Regions from separate parts of the Mus musculus genome. Here region 1 is linked to region 2. A link is a contact called in public promoter capture Hi-C data. All regions are on one chromosome and are shown on one strand. Each heading gives the region's core, a stretch centred on a gene start, on an enhancer-like site or on the middle of the called end of the contact. The rest is flanking DNA. Distances are from core to core; before and after follow the strand shown.

Region 1 (3,977 bases), core at 427-2,926, about 28 Mb before region 2:
CATTTGAGTGGGGACTTCAAAGTTCAAATAACAAAAATCAAAAGGTTTTTCAAGTGTTCCAGTTGACTAAGTATCCCTATAAGCATGAATTGGGCTAGGTAAATCCAGTCACCAGGCAGATTATTTTTAAAGTCATGACTCCCAAGACTCTTGGCCCAGTACTGTTTGCTCCAGCACACTAGGTTTATAAGTGAAATTCAGAAGGTTGGCAGATACAGTGTGGGGGTAACCAAATACCCACAAAGGGAATTCCTGGGCGCACCAAGCTTTCACCCTAAAATAGCACGCCCTAAATGTACGAAACTTCTTTAAATGTTTAAATGTATATGGCGAGGGTACACATTTCCTTTGTAATAAAGGGTTTGAGACGCGCTACGACCATTAATCAACTCTGAAAAGAATTGTGTAAAACAAAACCCAAAGTTTCCCGCCACCCCTTCCTTCCATAGCATAATTAATGGGCTTCCACTGTTCATATTTGAGCAATTTTGATGTAGTAGAGGCCCTCTAAACTAGTTACAGACTCTAAGCCCCGCCGATGGGATTTCCTAGCTGCTAGAAGTTCCAGGCACGACACGATATGCGTTGTCCTAAGTCCCATTTCATACACCAAGGCCTTCTTAAACACTTAAATACCAGGGCAGAAGGTAGCAGTTCAGCCTCCATCTGTTCATTCCTCTCTAGAACTCAAAGATGCCCAACTCAGAGTTTAACTCACCTTCCGGTCCTCAGTAGGCGGCCATGCGGCTAGCCGGAAGCTATGGCTTTCCGTCTTCAGTAAGCATGCGCGGCTTCACCAAGCGTGCGCCGACGGTTCTGGGAAATGTAGTTCGGAAGGCACGGTGTGGGCTTTTAGCCGAAGCCCACCGCATGCGCAGGTTTCTGATGCAGCTTCCTCTTTACCGCAAGCCAATACGAGAAATATAGTCTGGTCTAAAATGAGAAAAAAAGATTTTCAAATGCTGGCTATCCTATATGAAAACTAAGAGATTGAAGATCCTGTCCCAACATCGTTTAATTAACAGAAATTTAACCTTGAGAGTCGAAACATTTACTACTAGAATGTAAATGTAAGGGTTAAAGGGAAATGCTTTGACCTGAAAACACTGAAAGATTGCGACAGAACAGGGCCAAGGAATTCTGCTTCAGCACCACGGAGAGATCATGGCTCCAGTTTTGAGTTTCTGCTTTTGACAATTATAGAAATGTTGCCCCAAGTCTTAAAATTCCAGTCAGAAAACTGAAAATCCTGGTTCTTTGGTCCAAACTTAGCATAAGGTTGGACCAAAGAGCTACCCCAGAGCTGTGCAATACATGTCATAGATATAGATAGTGGTGGTCCAGATTGCTTTAAAAGGAGACCCCTCCTTAGAATAAAAATTAAAATATGCGTGTATGTGGGCACATCACAGGTATCCTGGACACATGTCCGCACTTGAGTTCTGTTTTCCTTCTGAACCTCTGGTCAAGCCCATCTCTCCCTCCACTGTGCAACCTCACACCTGGTGATGCCCAAGCGGGGCTGTCGGGAGAGATACCCGCACGAGAGCCTGCAGCGCGGTGTGTGTACCGCCTCCGTGCCCACTTTCTCTCTGCTGTGCGGATGGCCGGCTGGTCAAACGGAAAGCTCGCGGGTGTCCCGCACAGCTGCGCCCCGCACCTCTCTCCCTCCGCCCGCCCCGCGCCGGGCCCGCGCCTGCGCACTGCGCCGCGCCACGGGTGGTCGCGAGGCGGACGCCGGTCCCGGAGCCTGACCATTGGCCACTGAGCCGAGCCGGCGCTGCCCCGCGCGGGGGTGGCAGCACGTGCCAGGGGCGAGAGCGGAGACCGCAGCTATGGCGTCGTTACTTTGGGGAGGCGACGCCGGGGCGGCGGAGAGCGAGCGGCTGAACAGCCACGTAACTGCCGCTGAGCAGGGGAGGGCCCAGGGGCGGGGGCTAGAACAGGGACTCCCGAGGGAAGTCCCCTGGGAAGGGGAGCGCCCGGCCGGCGTTTAGAGCGGGGTGTCAAGTGATGGGGGGTGTCAAGTGATGGGGGGCTGGGCTGGAAAGGCCACAGAAAAGGAGACTCCCAGAAAGGACCGACCTTTGATTTGAAAGGGCAGAGACCCCCTCAGGAAATACAGAGAGAGTGCGCAGCTGCTAGTCCTATCTGTACTGAGTTTTCTCCTATCCTGGTTTTGACCATTTAGCAGGCTTCTCATCTTCATAGCCACCTTCCCCTTGTAGTTGTAAACCACCCATCACCCAGATGCTGCCCATATTCAAACTAAGAGCCCTTATAAAGAGAGACTATGGAAGCCCCCATTCTATTATATGAGAATTCATACAATTACACAGATTCTTATAATGAAATCATTAACCCTTAACATTGCAAAGGAAGCAGTTTGAGGTGGTCTTCCCTCCCCTTGCTGTAGGATAGCGCCATGCTTCTTGCTTGATGTCCTGCTTCCTAACCTTGGTTGAATTTTGTGCCTTTCAATAGTTTTCAAATCTCGTCCATCCCAGGAAGAACCTTCGTGGTATTAGGAGTACCACAGTCCCAAACATAGGTGAGTGTTGTTAGGCTAAAGCAAGACTGGCTTAATTAACACCTTTGCTTTCCCCATGTATCTGCCATGAAATAGCTTTGGCTTCCTTCCTCTCCACTGAAAATCCTCCACCTCCTCAGGCACATCGCTTTACTCTTGCAGGAGATGGCTCTGTTTGCATACACTGTAGCGTCTGTGAGACGTTCTGAGAATGCATTGTATGTTTCCACTCAACATTTTTCTTTATGCTTCTTATTTTCCCTTTTACCCTCATAGACGGCTCTCTTAACACGGAAGATGATGATGATGATGAAGACGATGTAGGTAGGAGACAAGCTCGACTGAATGTACCTATTAGCTCTGCTGCTTGGTTTACCATCGCTTTGACTGTGCTAAAAGGATTAATTTCCTTGGGAAAGCACTATCTTTGTTTTCTTTTTGAATGAATACTATGGGGGGGGAGTACTGAATTAGGAGGGGGGTGCATTCCTTTAGACTACGTTGAAATGAAAACTGCAAGGTGTAGATTAAGAATTTTCGGTTTGGCTAGGAAGATATTGCAATTAGATGTCGGTCTGCACGTGGTCAAGGGTTTGCACAACAGAGCATAAGAAACTGGGTCTTGGTAAAAGGAGGGAATCCTCGGTGCTGTGGCATTCCTTCTCGGACTTCCTTTTGTCAGGAAGATGAGAACAAGCTGCTGTTGGTTGATATGTACTGTTGCTCAGTAGGAGATAACAGTTAATTAGCTGTCATCCGGGAGGTTTGATGTCCTCTTGTGATTTTGCCTTTTTTTTTTTTTAGTGGATTTGGCAGCCAATTCACTCTTAAACAAGCTAATCCGTCAGTCCTTAATAGAATCCAGCCACCGAGTGGAAGTCTTACAGAAGGATCCCAGCTCTCCACTCTACTCGGTGAAAACCTTTGAAGAGCTACGGCTGTGAGTATCTTAGCTCTTAGTGTATGTGGATGCTTATGCAAGTAAACATTAACAGCCTACCATGCTAGTTACCCAAACCCATCAGCATCCCCCCTTCGTTTCCTAGCACGCCGTATTAAAGTAGATCCTATAGTTTTACATTGCAATTAAAACATATCTCAGGGAATACTCGGATACCTAAGTTGGCTAGGTATCCTGAGCACTTTTTGATAGAAAATATTTTAATCTTGCAGAAGTTGGGGATACCCAATCGAGGACAGAATCCAGACACAGGCGTTGATGGCCTGAGCATGATCCCCTTAGCACTTCTTAAAAAGTTATAAGCTTTTGCTTTTCTAACCATACTTTATTTCAAATGGTATTAAAATGAGTAACTTTCTCAAATGAGTTTTCATCCCCTAGGGTTAAAATTGCCATGAAGAAAATATATTCTAACAACAACAACAAAAGGCCACAGATATGTGAGGCCAAACCAGGCTTATGTTGCCTGCCGTGTATGAAGGCAGA
Region 2 (3,789 bases), core at 573-3,072:
ACTAATTACATGCTGTACATAAAGACTACAAATATTAGTTATTTGGTTTTTTTGGCTTGCTGTTAAAATCTTTAGATATTGTCTCCTTTAAGTAGCCCTGGCTGGCCTTAAAAAGTGCCTCAGATTAGCCAGAGGCCTGGTCCTGACACTCCCTTAACAACACCTTCTTTTAGCACAGTTTGAAGGTATCTCTATAGAACTGAATTGGTTCTATTAGTTCATGAAATCATGGCATCAGAGCATTTCAGGTTTTCCAAATAGCACTAACCTCTCTAGTGAGACACTCACAATCAGAGCATAGTGAGAAAGTCCAACAGCAACAACAACAAAAATGTTTTGAGGGCAAAAGATAGAAAAGGGCACTCCACTTCAATCAGTAATTCGTGAGAGGAAAAAAATCTGTACACACAAGGCAAGCAGCTGGGTAGGATAAAGGCCTCCTCCCATAAGCAGTCTAATATTTGCTCTAAGACAGAGTCTCAACATTCTTTCCTTAACTGATCTCAGAAGTAGTCCTGCAATTCCAGTTTGTCACTGGTACAAGTCAAAAGAGCAAACATAAAACATAACCAATCGAAGTGAAGAAGCCCTGTAATCCCCGAAGTAGAGTTAGGCATATCAGAAGTTCAAGGTTATCTTCAGCCACATAGGGAGTTCAAAGCCAGTTAGGGCTTCATGGATACAAGAGATCCTGACTCTACAAAACACAGTGAAATTCAGCACAACAGAAATAGGGTTGTTTAATTCACCCAGATTATTCCAGCCAAAGCAGGTGTTGGGCCTAAATCATCTGCTTAAGTAAACTCACTGGTTATCCCTTCATAGATGAGACTGAAAAACACAACAGATGACTGAGCTGAAAATCACAAAGACTTTGGTCATTTAAAGTTTCTTATCCTAGTTTACTATTTCCCTAGCGACTGGACTCTAGTAGATGACAAGGGACAATAGAATTTTCACAAACTCAGAGTTCTTCTCAAAGTGTTCAAAACGTCAAGGTTTCGAAGAGAAACAAAATCCCCAACACAGAAGGCTGTCAACATCATCTTGTTATGACCTTAATGATGACGTCGTAGGCTCTGGACCACAGGGACCTCAAGGCTGCTGCGTATGCAGCAGTAGTGACTACAGTCCGAGCACAAGCCTCATCTGCGCAGGGGAACAAGGCGCGTACACCCAAGGTTCCCACTCAGCCGAACTGGCCCTGGAATCCAACTTGAATTCTGGGAGTACCTTCAGCAGGAAGCTGTGTGGGTAGACAATCAGACCTGTTTTTGCGGCAGTTAGCGAACAAATTTCAATCTACAGGTCTTGCTACCAGCCACAGAACTACAGTGAAGAGGACCAACTTGAGTCTTCGGCTGAAGGGCCATCCCAGGGAAACTCAGCAAGTTCTGCACACCACGCCGGCTTGCCGTCCCCAAGCAGGGGAGAGACGGAGTCTCGCTCCGCAGGTGGCCCGCGGGCGAAGAGGGAAATGAGGTTGGGGTGGGAGTCTACCGTGGACGCGTGGAACTTTCCACGCGGACGCCGAACATGGAGAGGCAGGCCGCCGCAGTGCGCTTCCTCTGCGCCTGCCAACTTACCCTGAGCGTCGGTCGGGTCCTGCGCCGCCCCTAGCAGCGCCAGCACCTGCAGCACGCCCAGCAGCAGCGCGGCCCGCGCGCACAGCGCCATTGTTCCCAGGGCCCCTGAGCGCCCGCAGCAACCGCCCGGCGCCCAGAGCTGCTCTCCGCGCACGCGACCGCTCCGCGTCCCCTTCCGCCCTTACCGCTCCCCTGCAGACGCCGCCGCCAGTCCCCCCAGTGACCAAATAGGGATAGGCCAGGCGGCCTGGGGCGGGGCCAGGGCGTGGTCGGCAAAGTCAGGAGGGGCGTGGCCCACAGGAGGCAGGGCGGGGAAGAGCTGCAGGGCCAAGAGAGGGAGTGGCTCTGAGAAAAGAGGAGAGCCGGGAGAGGGCGTGGCTTACAGAGGCGGGGCAAGGGGGACAGGCCTCAGACGGGAGGGGCGTGGCTCTCTGAACAGTACTGAGGAGCGGATAAGAGGCGGGGCTCTCGGAGGCGGATGAGGTCGTGGTTTTGGGAGTGGCGTGGTCCGGACTAAGTGCTACGACAGCTGTGGCTCTATCTCTGACTTTCAAGGGGTAGTCGTCTACCAGGACTTCCTGAAGACAGGCTTTATTTAGAAGTTTTCGGGTGGGATTGGCATGGTTGCGGCGCGGAGTAAGAGAGGGAGTCACAGACTGGATGATTGCAGCCTCTCAGAGGAGTGAAGGAAAGTCAGACTCAAAAAAGTTTCAAAGTAACCGTCATGATCTTGGTACTCCACTTGTGCCTCCTTTTTTCTACAACTGGAAAAACATGTAGAGTGGGCGGTGCAGTTTGCAGACCAGTTGGAAACTTAGCACCTATAACCTAGATCCCTGTCTTCTAGAGTTCGCTGTCCCGACTCAAAAACAGCCTGTTGTAGTCTAGTTTTTTGGCAAAATCCCTCGTAAGCCCTAGGGCCAATGCTGCATTTTGATTCCACTCAGAATTCTAAAATTATGTGTCTAGTACACATCACTCAACTAACGTGGAAGATGGACACAGCTTCCACAGGGTATTGCAGCTCTCTAACACCTGATCCAGGGCATTTCAAAGATAAGCCTAAAACTTTGTTATGAAAAATACTTTTCGACTTCCACAAAGCTTCTTTGTTATAGATGTGTGATGATCATGGATTAATTAGGCCCGTTTTCTCTACATTTACAAGACATATGAAACTGCAACCAGCCAACCTGAAAATACCAGCATCTACCACGGGCTTTAAAAAACAGCTGTGTGTTTAGGATTTGATGGTTCTATTTCTGAAGAATCTAGCCAAGTGCTTCCAGGCATGGACTAGGAAGGATCATTCTGTATTCAGAATGAATGCTTGCCCTGACTCCAGTTTTTGGAACCCAGTGCTCAGTGTGGTGATTTAAAGAGGCGGGGTATTGGAGAAGCGACTGAGCTAGAAGAACAGGGATCTCAACAGTGAAATAAGTGCCTCATGAAAGTGGCCTGAGACCAGGGGCCTTCAACAGACACCAGGTCAGTTGCTGGCATTACCTTTGACTTCCCAAGAAGAAATGTTTCAAGAATACTGATGTAATCTAACCTTACATGTTTACACAGTTCCCTAGCTGGTGTAGTAGCGAAAAACTGTAATTCCAGTACTTAGGAGACAGAGGCAGGAGGATTGCTGAAAATTCAAGGCTAATCTGAGCTATATAGCGAGTTCCAAGATGAGCTCATCCATAGTAAGACCCTGTCTCAACCAAACCGGTCAGGAATGGAGGCACAGTCCCTTAACTCTATCACTTGGGCGGCTGAAGGAGGATTGGAATTCGTGGTCATCTTTAGCTTTATAGCAAGTTTGAGGACAGCCTGAACTATATCAGACCCTAACTCAATAAACCAACCAGTCGATAAAACAAGCAAACATGTCCAAAATGAACAAAATAAAGCATGAAACTTCTCCTTGCTGGAATTTCTATGACTATTCGCAGTGTACAATTGTAGCCTCCCCCAGCCTGAAGCTGGCTGGTACAAACCTTGTCGCCACTGAGGTGGGGCCACCTGCGGTGCATCTTTCCGACTTGGCTTCTTTTGAAGTGACAACTGCCCTGCTCTTCTGCTACCTGCTGAGAGGCTGAACCTGTCTTCCTGAGAGATTCCTGAATAAGCAACAGCCTGGCGACAAAGTGCTGACTGAACGGCTCCAGGCACCAAGAGTGAACTGGCAGGGCCTTCCCCCTTATATGCA

The links. Promoter capture Hi-C pulls out the DNA fragments that hold promoters and counts their contacts.
Region 1: a promoter capture Hi-C map of frontonasal cranial neural crest shows a contact between it and region 2. The contact joins the promoter of Pus3 here to the promoter of Tmem123 in region 2. A contact is called at or near these places in 3 of 39 promoter capture datasets (cranial neural crest, frontonasal cranial neural crest and pre-B cells).

The regions. Positions count from the first base shown.
Region 1 is chr9:35,556,259-35,560,235 of GRCm38.p6, reverse strand. Pus3 (pseudouridine synthase 3) reads right to left here and starts at 1,676. Exons shown (of 5, transcript NM_023292.5): 1 at 1,503-1,676; 2 at 719-933. Ddx25 (DEAD box helicase 25) reads left to right here and starts at 1,766. Exons shown (of 12, transcript NM_013932.4): 1 at 1,766-1,898; 2 at 2,485-2,551; 3 at 2,807-2,854; 4 at 3,335-3,470. The coding sequence starts at 1,836.
Region 2 is chr9:7,762,110-7,765,898 of GRCm38.p6, reverse strand. Tmem123 (transmembrane protein 123) reads right to left here and starts at 1,822. Exons shown (of 5, transcript NM_133739.2): 1 at 1,587-1,822. The coding sequence starts at 1,677.